Linked DNA regions of Zea mays: region 1 is linked to region 2. Evidence: chromatin contacts called from public Hi-C data. All regions are on one chromosome and are shown on one strand. The core of a region is the stretch at or near the end of the contact, and the rest is flanking DNA. Distances in the headings are between cores, read along the strand shown.

What was found. Hi-C and Micro-C count contacts between places; a contact is called where the count stands out from the background.
Region 1: a contact with region 2 is called in a Hi-C map of ear, with 1.9 times the contacts expected there. The contact joins the promoter of LOC103654180 here to the promoter of LOC100277126 in region 2. A contact is called at or near these places in 3 of 25 Hi-C or Micro-C datasets (ear, endosperm and tassel).

What each region holds. Positions count from the first base shown.
Region 1 is chr4:179,571,939-179,577,721 of Zm-B73-REFERENCE-NAM-5.0, reverse strand. It overlaps LOC103654180, which reads left to right and starts at 1,520. Exons shown (of 6, transcript XM_008681008.3): 1 at 1,520-1,903; 2 at 3,289-3,537; 3 at 3,648-3,824; 4 at 3,904-4,010; 5 at 4,308-4,597; 6 at 4,692-5,420. The coding sequence starts at 1,748. The coding sequence ends at 5,179.
Region 2 is chr4:179,128,459-179,134,938 of Zm-B73-REFERENCE-NAM-5.0, reverse strand. LOC100277126 reads right to left here and starts at 5,029. Exons shown (of 1, transcript NM_001150783.2): 1 at 3,812-5,029. The coding sequence starts at 4,733. The coding sequence ends at 3,930. LOC100381621 reads left to right here. Exons shown (of 7, transcript NM_001174438.2): 4 at 1,019-1,135; 5 at 1,351-1,440; 6 at 1,834-1,941; 7 at 2,877-3,165. The coding sequence ends at 2,924.

The DNA.
Region 1 (5,783 bases), core at 271-2,770, 450 kb before region 2:
TGGTTGCACTCGTATTTTTATTGTATCTTCAGGCCCTCAGTATATAACAACTAGAGTGAATAATTAGTATGTATTGGGATGATGTGAATGATATAAACACTATTTTAGTAGAGGTAAGTTGGCCAGTTCCCCTAATATAGTTTACGATCTTGTACCACATTTGGTTTGTGTTCTTTTCCAAAATGGCATCAACTGACAACTTATCTTTTCATAGTTTACATCAAGCTTGAAATTTGTGGTACGTGATGAATCAAATATGACCACATGTTTCTCTATACCGCTAGATGCTGATTCCAGGTTTGTTATCTGTGAAAAATGTTATCCACGTTATTTAAAAAAACTATTACTACTGATATTTAATGGTTTCCCTTATTCATTCCTAAATGCAGCATACCTTTTTCACTTGAGGATATTACAAAGACATTGCCAGTCATTGAGGTTGCCGATACGACTTTCTACATTTCATCCATAAAAACCTAGGCTTTGCGTTTTTATTGCAAAGAGGGGAGTAGTTAATTTCTTTCTCATCATGGTGACTTCACCCACCTGTGGATAAGTCGGATTCCAGCTAGCTCAGCACTGACCCCTTCCTCGTATCATGTGTTTACACACGCCTGACTCTCCTGTTGTTAAGCTAGACCAAACCCGTCTCTTGTAGGTCCTGTTGGTGCTGAGGATCCTCTAAAACAACATGTCATCGTCTCAGTTCGAGCCTGTGGTAAGATAAGGAGCGCTGGTAGCCTGATAGCTCTCCATTCTCTGAAGCTAAAGCTTCCTTTTAGCTCATTGTGTATTTGCTCTGCTTTCAAGAGAAGGTTGTTGTCAATGTATGGTCTGACAAGAGCTTTGTCTAGCCAATTGTAGAGCTTGATACCTTGAGACAACCTGGCAAGTGAGTTGCAGCTAACACACATGGATGGACATTTTATTCAAGTGTATCATAAAATTTATTATTGTGTAGAACTTTTTTGCTTATGGTGATGTTTTACACTGCTGCCATACTAATAGTCATGTCCTTGATTCTTTAAATACTTTGATCAAAGCATGTACAAGCCACTGCTACTATCTTAGTTCTTAAAGATATAAGTATGAATACCCTTGAGTAAGTCTAGTTTTGTAAATGGTTGTCTTTGTAGGTCATGTTTTTACTATAGTCGTGCTATACTTGCCTCTGAAAGTGGAGAAAAATTGTGATCATGTATTGTAAAATATCAACGGTATAGTATTCATCATATTTGTTTGAGATTAATGTCATGCTTAGTGTTCATGCCAATAGATAGGTTCGTAGTTAATGATAATATGTATTGTTTGTTTTTATGTAGTTTGTATCGAATAATTTGTATACCTTCGTAACCTACGGACACAAGCTATCTTGCGCACCTGGACTGTTTTCGCGGGCTCCGCCACTCTATCCACGCCTTATTCGTCGCGTCACCGACAGGCGGGGCCAGCGCTCCGTCCCCATGTGTCAGTCAAACCGCGCTGCCTATATCTTGATTCGCATTTCCCCAGGAAAGACACAGGCCGGCCCAGGCGCCCAGCCCGCCTGCCGGCCGATCTAAACGTCCTCCGCTTTCGCCTCCGCCACCGCCGCCTTTCTCGCCTTCGCGCCTCCTCCACCGCCGCCTTTCTCGCCTTCGCGCCTCCTCGACCGCGTCGTCCCGTGATATCGCCTCCCCTGGCAGATTCGCCAATCACATTCGAGCTTCCAGTTGGAGGAGATCGGCTACGTTTCCTGTAGGTTCCAATGGTGCAGCTTCCGGGCTCCAAGAAGCGGCACGCCGAGATGGCCACGGCGGCGACCGTGAAGGCGGAGGTGGAGGGTTTGGGCTGCGGCGATGGTTCTCCTCACAAGCATGTCAAGCCAATGCCGCAGCCGCCGCCGCAGCCGCCACCTCCCGAGGTACATAGACCGGCTACTTGGGCCTTCTTTTTCCTCGCGTCGCTCTGGTTCTGTTCCCGCTTATGACGGCGAGCGATCGGATTTAGGTTTAGTTGTGGCGTACGAGTATGTCTACGAGGTATGCGAGATTGAGGGCTTCTGCACTTGCCGGCTCAGATGCTCGTGCGAGATAGAAGGTGGCGCGGTGAAGTCTGAACGGCCTCATTGCCAATGCAAGCAGGCGCACCTGCAGATGTATGCCGGTTGCCGGAGCCCGCATGCAGAAACACTTGAACTGTATCGTATCGTATCAGGCTTACAAGTTACAAATGCATGTATCACAAATTCACAATGCAGTTCGAAGCTAATATTGAACAAGTTTGCTTGCAAATGTTTTCCTCTTGTCTGGACTGTTGCTTCTCTATTTAAAACCGGAATCGTCATCATCTGACTGTATTTTCTCTGTGGAAAGAGCGAGACGGTGCTGTGGCTGAAGCCGGTGGGCAGGAGCTGCGGGCGATGCAGGCAAGGCAGCTTCGGCTTCGCTAGCCTGCTAGGCTTTGCAGGCCGCCAACATTTTCCTGCTTCATAAATGCAGGTCTCCGTAGGTGTCTGTCAACGCCGTTTTTATGGAAAAAAATTTGGTGCAGGCCGGATGCAAACCAGGGTGTTTACAGCCTCTCACGAAAAGTAGGACACGTCTCACCTGTAAGTCCACCAGATAACGTTTTAGTTGTTGCTGCTGCTGCGGGTGGGGTCTATCCTTTTTTTTAAGAGACTGTAAACACACTGGTTTGCATCCAGGCTGCACCAAATTTTTTTCCGTTTCTGCGGGCAGGCCTAACGGGTAGCAGGCCATCCTGCACCTGATCGCCACTCGTGCTAGTTGTTGTGGTCGGTTCGATGCTGCATTGGTAATATTCAGTTCATGATGCATCGACTTGCTGACACGAAGTGAAATCTTTTCAGCCTTCCAAATGGATATATATTTTCCCACAACGGTGGAAACCGAATTTCATTACCAGAGTAACTTCCCTGTGGTTTGACTACTTTAAACCATGATTGTTGCTTACTTGCTTTGGTCTTTGTCCTGCCTTTGAAGAGGAAGTCTAGAAAACATAAACATTTTATGTATTCTTGGCGTCATAAATTTGTCCAGAACTGTGAGGTACTGAGGTCCTTCTAATTTGTTCAAATCTACTGCACATGATCTAACTTTTCAGGTCCCTTGTGGACAATGTCTGCTAAGTTCTTGGAAGTTCTAAGGTGTTTGCATAAACAACTCATAACAATGCTAATTCATTATATATTCTGTTCAGTATCATTGGTTTGTTCAATTATTATCTAGACTACAGCTGTACAAGGGCCTTAGTTCATTCTCTGATTTACATCTTAACTGGTTGCAGGACTTGCCCTTTGATGTGCTTGATGGACCTAGCCCATTGGGTCTGCGACTAAGAAAAAGTCGATCTCTGGTGGACCTTATTCAATGTAAGCTTTTTCAGGATAAATCTGCCCATGAACAGTTTGATGGGCACAACAATGTTTCTGATACACCCATGAAGAAAGAGGTTAGATCTGGGGCTCCAACAGCTGGTGAACGGATGAAAGCTTCAAATTTTCCTGCAAATGTTTTGAGAATTGGTAGTTGGGAGGTAAAAAATTTCCAGTTTCCTCTTTTTCTAAGAACACGTGAATTTCCAAAGCAACTATTTTGCAGCTTTCCCAAACAACCCACCTTAACACTAATAATATTTCTGAGCAGTACATTTCTCACTACGAAGGTGATTTGGTCGCAAAGTGCTACTTTGCAAAGCATAAGCTTGTTTGGGAGGTCCTACATAATGGTCTCAAGAGTAAGATAGAAATTCAGTGGTCGGACATTATTGCTTTGAAGGCAACCTGCCCAGAGAATGAACAAGAAGGGGTCTTAGATCTAGTGGTAAGTTCTTGAGAATGACGTATTTTGTTTAGTCCTTTGCATCAGTTCTTTTAACAACATCCTGTTTTCTTTTGCAAAGTTGGCTCGCCCGCCACTTTTCTTCAAAGAAACTGATCCTCAGCCAAGGAAACATACACTATGGCAGGCTGCATCAGATTTTACTGATGGACAGGCAAGCTCCAAAAGGTGAAGAACCAGTGCAAAATGCATTTTTCCATGTTGGAAGGCAATGTTCTACATAAAGAAATGTTTTACTGGGGAGATGTGAACTATGCTGGTACTCTGTTTTGTGAACACGTTTAACTTTTTATGTGCATATTGTTTTAGGTACTCAGCTAATATATTAGCTTCCTATTTAGAATTGTTTGCTTGACTTTCATGAATGCTTTTGGTGACTTGCCTTTTATTACATGTCTGTGCTATTATTTTTGTTGTCTACCTAACTACCTAAGGAACTGCGTACTGAAAAGGATTATTGTGCAGGAGACACATCTTGCGGTGCCCCTCGAGTTTGTTAAGCAGGAATTTTGAAAAGCTCATTCAATGTGATCAACGTCTACGTGAATTGAGCCAGCAGCCAGCTGCCATATTGCAAAACCCAGGTTTTGAACCTAAGCGATCTATTTTTCAAAATCCAAATGAATCGAAGGACTGCCTTGATATTGGTGGCTTGAAGTTTGAACATAAAGCTACTTTGCCCAAGTTCACTGCTCCCCTCTCAACACGTGTCTTTTCATCACTGTCCAATAATGTTGGACGACCAATAAACATAGGTAATCAATTCTAGCCACACGATTTAGTTTAGACTACAAGGCTTGTATATGTGATTGTTTTGATATAATCATGTCTAATGCAAGGTGTTTACAGGATTTGGTGCTGGACATTTTGGGGGCAATGTTCCTGAAGAATCAAAGAATTGCAATCAATGGAATCAATTGATAGTGCCTGGATTGGAGGCACTGCAAGGTGATGAAAGGAGTGCAGGTGGTCCTCCTTTGACAACTAACGATGCAATTTCCAAAAAAGCCTGGGAAGATCTTGTTCAACACCTTTTCAGCGACACACCGAGTCTGCCAGCCTTAGATGATAATAATTTGACGTCAAGGGTTGACTCCCTTTACTCGTTGCTTGAGAAAGACACAGCTCCACCCGCCATGCGCGACCCTGAATGCAGTAGTGATGGTGGGGACATCGGCGCAATCCAAGTGGATTCTGATGGCTTTAAGGGGAGGCTCGACCCATCGCCTCCAGGAATTTCCAGAAACGATTCTCTCGATGAGCTGCTTCTGAACCTCCCCAAAATAGCTTCTATTCCACAGTTCTTGTTCAACAGGACAGAAGATTCTGATGAATAAAGCGCGCAGTCAACTTGTGGTCTTCAACCCTAGGACTAAAGCAGCAAATTGTGAATATGAGCAATGAGTCAGCGACGCTAGGATTCTATTCTACTTCTTCCCCGTAGATAATTCAGTAGATTGGTGCAGCAAAAACGTCTGCTCATTATTTCACTAGCTGAGAAACTCCACATGCAACATTGGAATAACATTTTGTTTACGTTTGGATGGCATTTTAAATACTACTCTTTTCCTTGTCGGATATCATCTCTTTCTTTTTGTTTCTCATCATATGCCCCTCAAGGATATCAATCTATTACTACTCTATAAGACGGTAAGGAGGGCGTCCACAGTTCCATGCCCCCGCCCGGCGTCCACCCTCGCGTTGCCCGCCCCCACCCGCCCCCGCTGCGCACGGCCTGAGACAACGCCCGTGATCCCTGCCCCGGTGCCCCCGCGTGATGCCCGCCCGTGATCCCCGCCGTGCCCCCGCTCACCGTCCTCGGCGCCGTCTCCCCCTCCCCCTAGACTGCGCTATCATTCCCACGCACAAGCAGTGGCCACATGGTTTCATCTATCTCCCCCTTCCCGCACCTCTATCTCCCTCTCCCTCCCAAACTGCCCC
Region 2 (6,480 bases), core at 3,780-6,279:
GTTTTTTGCATGTATAAATACATTGTTTCATGTCATCTGGCAGAAATAGATCTATTGATTATCATAATCATGCATACACTTGGATTTGATGGTTATGTTAAGATGTTCAAGATGAATGTAGGATATACACATAATTTTTTTCCCGTCTGTCCAACGCTAAAGCACAGGTCTAAGGTTTGACCCTGGTCGCGGTCGTCCTTGCATTTCTGGCGTTTGTTAGCCATAGAATCAAAACATGGTGGATAAAGTGATGTCAAATTTTTGGCGTTTTATATGACAAGAGTCAAAAGGATACAAAAGAAGCTAAAAGACAGGTTTTATAAGACGACGATTAAACTTGTTATGTTGTATGACACAAAATGTTGGTCTACAAAAAGAAAAAGATGACACGTTCCACCAACCAGTATTGCGGAAATGCATATGTTGCATTGGGATTTTTTTATTATATAAGGAGTCGAGTCCGGAACGATGATATACGTAATAGACTAGGGGTAGCATCAATTGAAGGAAAAACTTGTCCAACATCGGTTGAGATGGTTTGGATATGTCTAACAAAGACCTTCAGAGACACCCGTACGTAGTGGGATCCTAAGGTGCGATAGCAATAGAAAGAGAGAAAAATAAAGACCGGAGTTAAATGGGAAGAGACAGTAAAAGGAGATTTGAAAGTATGGAATATATCCAAAGATTTATCCCTGAATAGGAGGAGTACATGGGGAAAACAATTATCTATGCGTTTGAACCTTAACTTGTGGGTTCTGTTGGGTTTTTAATTCTAGCCTACCCCAACTTGTTTGAGACTAAAAGGTGTTGTTGTTGTTTTAGTTTAGGTATTTTTTATCCCAATGATGTTCTGATTTGTTTGTGGAGATACCTTCCTTATAAGTGAGCCACCAGCACCTTTTGGAATCCCTATGTGCTAATATGTTCAATAAATCCTGAACCAATTTTCTTGAAAAATGCATGTACTAGTCTTCGCGTTATCTTGTTACTGAACATTGAATGTTGCATCATGTAGATGGATTACCTTGATCACTGGGCAGCGCTGCAAACAGAGCATTCTTCTTCTTTATCCAGCGCAACCGAAGCTATTAAAGCAAGCACATTGCGTCTTCCAGTTTCTGGAGGGGCTAAGGTATCTACAATTCTCTTTTTTTAAAAAAAAAGATAAAAAACTAAATCTAATGTAATAGTCTTGAAATTAGGGTAAATACTTGGGAACCATGATTCCTGGGAAGATTACAAGTTAATACATGCTAAATAAGTTCTCAACATCTTATTGAAAACTCATTTTTACTCTTTTAGCAAAATGCGGAAGTCATGGTTATTCTGTTATGTTCTCTCTTGCAGGCTGATGTACTTACTGTTAAGAATGCTGTCAGTTCAGCAGTTGACATTATGCAAGCGATGGGGTCATCCATTTGCCATTTGCTATCAAAGGTTAGCTGAAGGTCCTTTTATTTCTACAACTGTTGTTGCATAACAGCTCTACAATCATCCTGGCAGTTTTGATCGTGGTTTGTGCTTTAATACAGTGTGTAAACTGGTTTATTAATTCTTGATACCTTCAACAACCACAGCAAAACCTTCCAGTCCTAAGAAAGTTGGGTAGGATAGAGTTGAAACCCAACATGAACCACCAATAAAAAAGGAAAAGGAAACAAATTTATGAGTGAGTATATTTATAATTTATCAACCATAAGGATATTTTTTTGGAGATCTAGATCATCCTGTTCATGGTAGTGGTACGTGAACGATGACCTATTTTAGTTTTTACATACTCACAGTTAGGAACAATGACCTTCAGGTCTAACCATTTACTCGGCTGTGCAGTTACAGGCTTCACACTCTCTGGTTACGGAACTTTCAGCTGTTGCTGCTAAGGAAAGTATCTTACTCAATGAGTACAGAGAACTCTTGGCAACAGCAGCAGCACTACAGGTAGAATCTTGTTTTTTTTTATTTGCTATGTCTTTTTCATTTCTTTTGTTCTTGTGAGCTTATCAAGGGTACAGAAAAAAATGAATGGCATTTAAATTGAGATAAGTGTCTGTGGAGAAAAATATTTTATATGGCCACAAATGATTCTATGAGTACATTAGGCTAGAAACAATATTTTTCTTTCGGGGCGTTTGGATCCCTTCATTTTAAAGGAATTGGAATTCACTAAATAAAATAACTTATTTAGTTTGGAATTTGGCATTCCACCACTTTCCAAAGTTCAGATATAAGCCTATCTGAAATTCATAGGGTGGAGGATAGGAAATGATTTTATACATGATTAGAATTTGTTTCTAATCTGTAACTTACATGACACTCTTCGTTCTACTCCTCTATAATAAAAATGTAGCACATAAATATCTAGGACATCTTGCTAATAATAGTATACAAATATATTTTGTATAAAAGTGAATTAGCTTAATTGATATATGCATAAATTACTATTATTAGAATAGAATTCAATTCCAGTGATCCAAACGGGGCCTTAAAGAAATTAATACTGTGGCTGGCCGTCCCGGATAATGTTTTTCATCTGGCCACTGGGAACCACTAGAATGAATGCTATAACCCTATTTGAGGGTACCCTGCCTCTTTTGTAGCTCATACTAATATTTGTAGAACAGATGATTACATTTACATCTGTCTACTATTTCGCTACCATGTTCAAATGTATCGTAGATGATTGTTTTTCTTTCATCTGGCTATAACTTGCATGTTTGCTTTTTTGTATGACCAATTCCGAAACCGCAGCCCTACTACAAAATGAGTTCGATGCGTCAAGCTGCAATCACAATAGATGTTTTGAGTACAAAAAAAAAAGAAACAATATGGGTCTGATGCTCGGTTTAAATTAACAGTCATCCTCCTCTAAACAGGTCCAGGAGTCCAGCCTAAGGACACAGCTCATACAACAGACAGAGTGAGCAGGTTAAGGTCCTGTATGTATTTCTGACTAGGAAGATTAGAGGTAAACACCATTCATTAGTTTCAGTGACTGTGCGGTGCATATGTGTATCTTTGATGCCGTTTTTTTTCTCTCTCCTTTTTTTGTACTTAGTAGGTAGCCCATATTTCTTTGCATTTCTACTCCCCCATGTTCTTTTGTGTTCGAACAACTTACATGGAAGAGAAGGGAAGCAACACGAAATCATGGATTTCCATGACAAAGGTGCCAGTGTGGTCTTTTATTGCATCCTAGACCAATGCAATGCGCCCAAAAACTGAAAGCTTTGTTGTAAGCTGTAAACCTTAGCAGTTATGTGTCCTTAAGTGTAATGCCTTTAGATGTATCTTTCTTAGATCCGCCATCTCCTTAGAACTAGAGGCTCCAGTTAACAGGTTACTCACTATCATTGCTGGTTTCAAATCTAAGCAAAGGGGGCGACCAGAATCTTCTAACCGACACTTCAGAGTAGACAACAGTCATCCAATACTGACCTATTCAAATTTGTTACCGCCGGTACTCAGAGAGTGAACCATTACCATTTATGTTATATTTTATGCGGTAGAATGAGACTGGCTGGTTTAGGCCTCAGGACACCATTGTGAACTGTTTAGGCTGATGGGAAGCTCCTATTAATTCTCGGTCATCTTTTAGCTTCGGCTATGTATTTTACTGTATTGATCGTACCCTTTGGTGCAGTCACCATTCTGTCAGGAGCTCTACTTTGAGGGATCTCATCTGTCCTTTTTCCCTCTACCTGGCTCAATCACACAATGAAATGGTCAAATGGAAATGCACGTACAAGTTTTTTTTTTCTCAGACCTTATTATTATTATTATTATTATTATTATTATTATTATTATTATTATTATTATTATTATTATTATTATTAAGGGAAGGAGCACGTGTAATTGTCGGTTGGTGACACGCTGACACTCCAAGCTAAGCTAGCTAGCTATGCCTCCTCCCTCTCATCACAGTACACTCACACGTAGCCGCCGTTGACTCGGATGACCTGCCCGTTGATCCAGCCGGCGGCGTCGGTGCACAGGAACCCCACCACGGGCGCCACGTCCGCTGGCTCGGCGAGCCTCCCCATGGGGCACTCGCGCGCGGCGGCGGCCACGCGCTCCTCCGATTTGCCCGCGTAGAACATGGGCGTGGCCACGGGGCCCGGCGCCACGGCGTTGGCCGTGATCCCCATCCCTCCGAGCTCCTTGGCCAGCACCTTTGTCATGGCCTCCACGGCCGCCTTGCTGGCCACGTACGCGCCGTACCCGGGCCGCAGCGACCCCACGTTGGAGGACGAGAGGGTGACGATGCGGCCCGCGCCGCCGCGCGCCAGCCGCCGCGCCGCCTCCCGGCAGCACAGGAACGTGCCGCGCGTGTTCACGCCGAACGCGAGGTCCCACTGCTCGGGCGACGTGTCCGCGATCCGCGGGTACGTCGCGTCCTGCACCCCCGCCGCGGCCACCAGCACGTGCAGCTCCGGCCCGAACGCCGCCTCCGCCGCGTCGAACAGCCGCGCCACCTGCGCCGGGTCCGACACGTCCGCTGCCACCGCCACGGCGCGCGGGTCGCTGTTGCCTGCCGGCGAGGAGTTGTTGAGGGCCGCCACGAGCTGGTCCGCGGGGGCCGGGTCGCCGATGAAGCCGACCACGACGCGGGCGCCCAGGGACGCCAGGTGCGCGGCCACCGCCGAGCCGATGCCCCCGGCGCCTCCTGTCACGATGGCCACCCGGCCGGCGAGAGGCTCGTGGGCTGGATGCGCATCTGCCTGTGGGAACATGCTGCTGCTGCTGCCTGGATCGGCCGTGTGCAAAGCGCGGAGCAGTTTTTTTTTATTTATAAACAAAAACAGAACGCTACCGTACCTGCATGTCCGACGCCGGTGGGGTAGTATCATTCGATCGCCTTGCAGCTTGCATTGGTGCTGCTGTACCGCCCATGCTACAGCTACAGGTACAGGGGACCTCGTGGCCTCGAGAAAACTACTTTCCTACTGCTCTGGACCTCGTGACCTCGACGCATGTCTGTGTCGTGTCGTGTGTCTGTCTCCAGCGACCAAATATCCTGTGTCCGTATACACCCCAACTTTGCAGGATAAAGCCATAAGCCTAGTTTAGAAGCCACAGAATCGGAGAGGATTGGATGGCTAAAATTTCCTTCTTATTTAAAATTAAATAAGAAGAAGATTATAGCCTTCCCAATTCCCTCATATTTTCTAGCTCCCAAATTAACGCTAAAGGTATGTTTGGGAGCAAACATGTAAGAGGAGATTAGATAGGCCAAAAAATAATGACTGATCTTTATTATTTTATTATTGGGTGTTCCTCTCGTGCCTTATTATATAATGGATTATATTTTTTCGCGATGCTCTTTAGCCAGATATTGTACCAATGTCGCTGGTGTCCTCATATCTAAAGATGCCAATGGCCTCGATCTCCGATTCTCTGTGGGAAATTTTTCTATTAGAGAATAAGGATGAAGAAGTTTTTAGAGAACGATGATGGGGAAGTTTTTTTTCTTGAAAATATAGGAATTCTTTAAAAATATGGTTACCAAACTAATCCCAATTGCACAGGGTAAAAGTATGTTTAGAAGCAAAAATAGCATAGACGATTAGAGGGATCAAAATCCTCTTGCTATTGTAAGGATAGAGTTTTTTTATATTTTTCCACCTTTGGCGTACAAAACATAAACCACTTGTCATAAAATATATAATGTCATTATCTTTTTCAAAACTTTAATCACTCGTTTTATTAAAAAGAAATCATTAGTTATTACTTACTATTTTTAATTGTTTTATCATTTAAAGATTGTTTGAGCGTAATAAATTTTGAAATTTCCAAATAAATATTTTATATAAAATGAGTGCTGAAAGCTTTTTAAAGTATACTTATGAACGGAGAGAGTATTATTTTTATAATCTATTGAAGAATTAAATGAGAGATAATATAATCTCATTTATAACCTAATGTGAGAACATGATGCTACCACAGTTTCACCCTCCGTGTTGACACTCTGAGTCCACCTACCACACCGCATAAAAAAATAGTGCAGAGCGAGCACTGAAACTCACACCCTGCTCTAGAATTGTGGGGCTAACCACCAGATCACAAATACCTTAATGTTTAGAAACTAACAATAATTATATTTGAATAAATATCTCAATATCTATTTATATGATATATAATAACTGTAGCAAAGCACGGGCTACTGGCTAGTAAATACTAGAAGGTTATACTGTACCATTACAGATGTGCTTGTGTGCTATTTTCTGGACCGTGAGGAGGGACGAGGGATATTGGTGCTAATCCACGTTGATTTTGAACATTTACTGCTCAACAAGCACTACTACTATTATGTAACAATCCAAATCCAGGCCTGTTCGATTAAAAGTCTTAGGGGCGTTTGACAAAGTCCCTGTAACTCTACTTCCTGCGAGAAGAATAACTCACGTAGAGCTAAACGGTAAAAATCTAAACTATTTTATAGTGGGGGGTGCATTGAATAGTCTCTATTTTGTACTATAA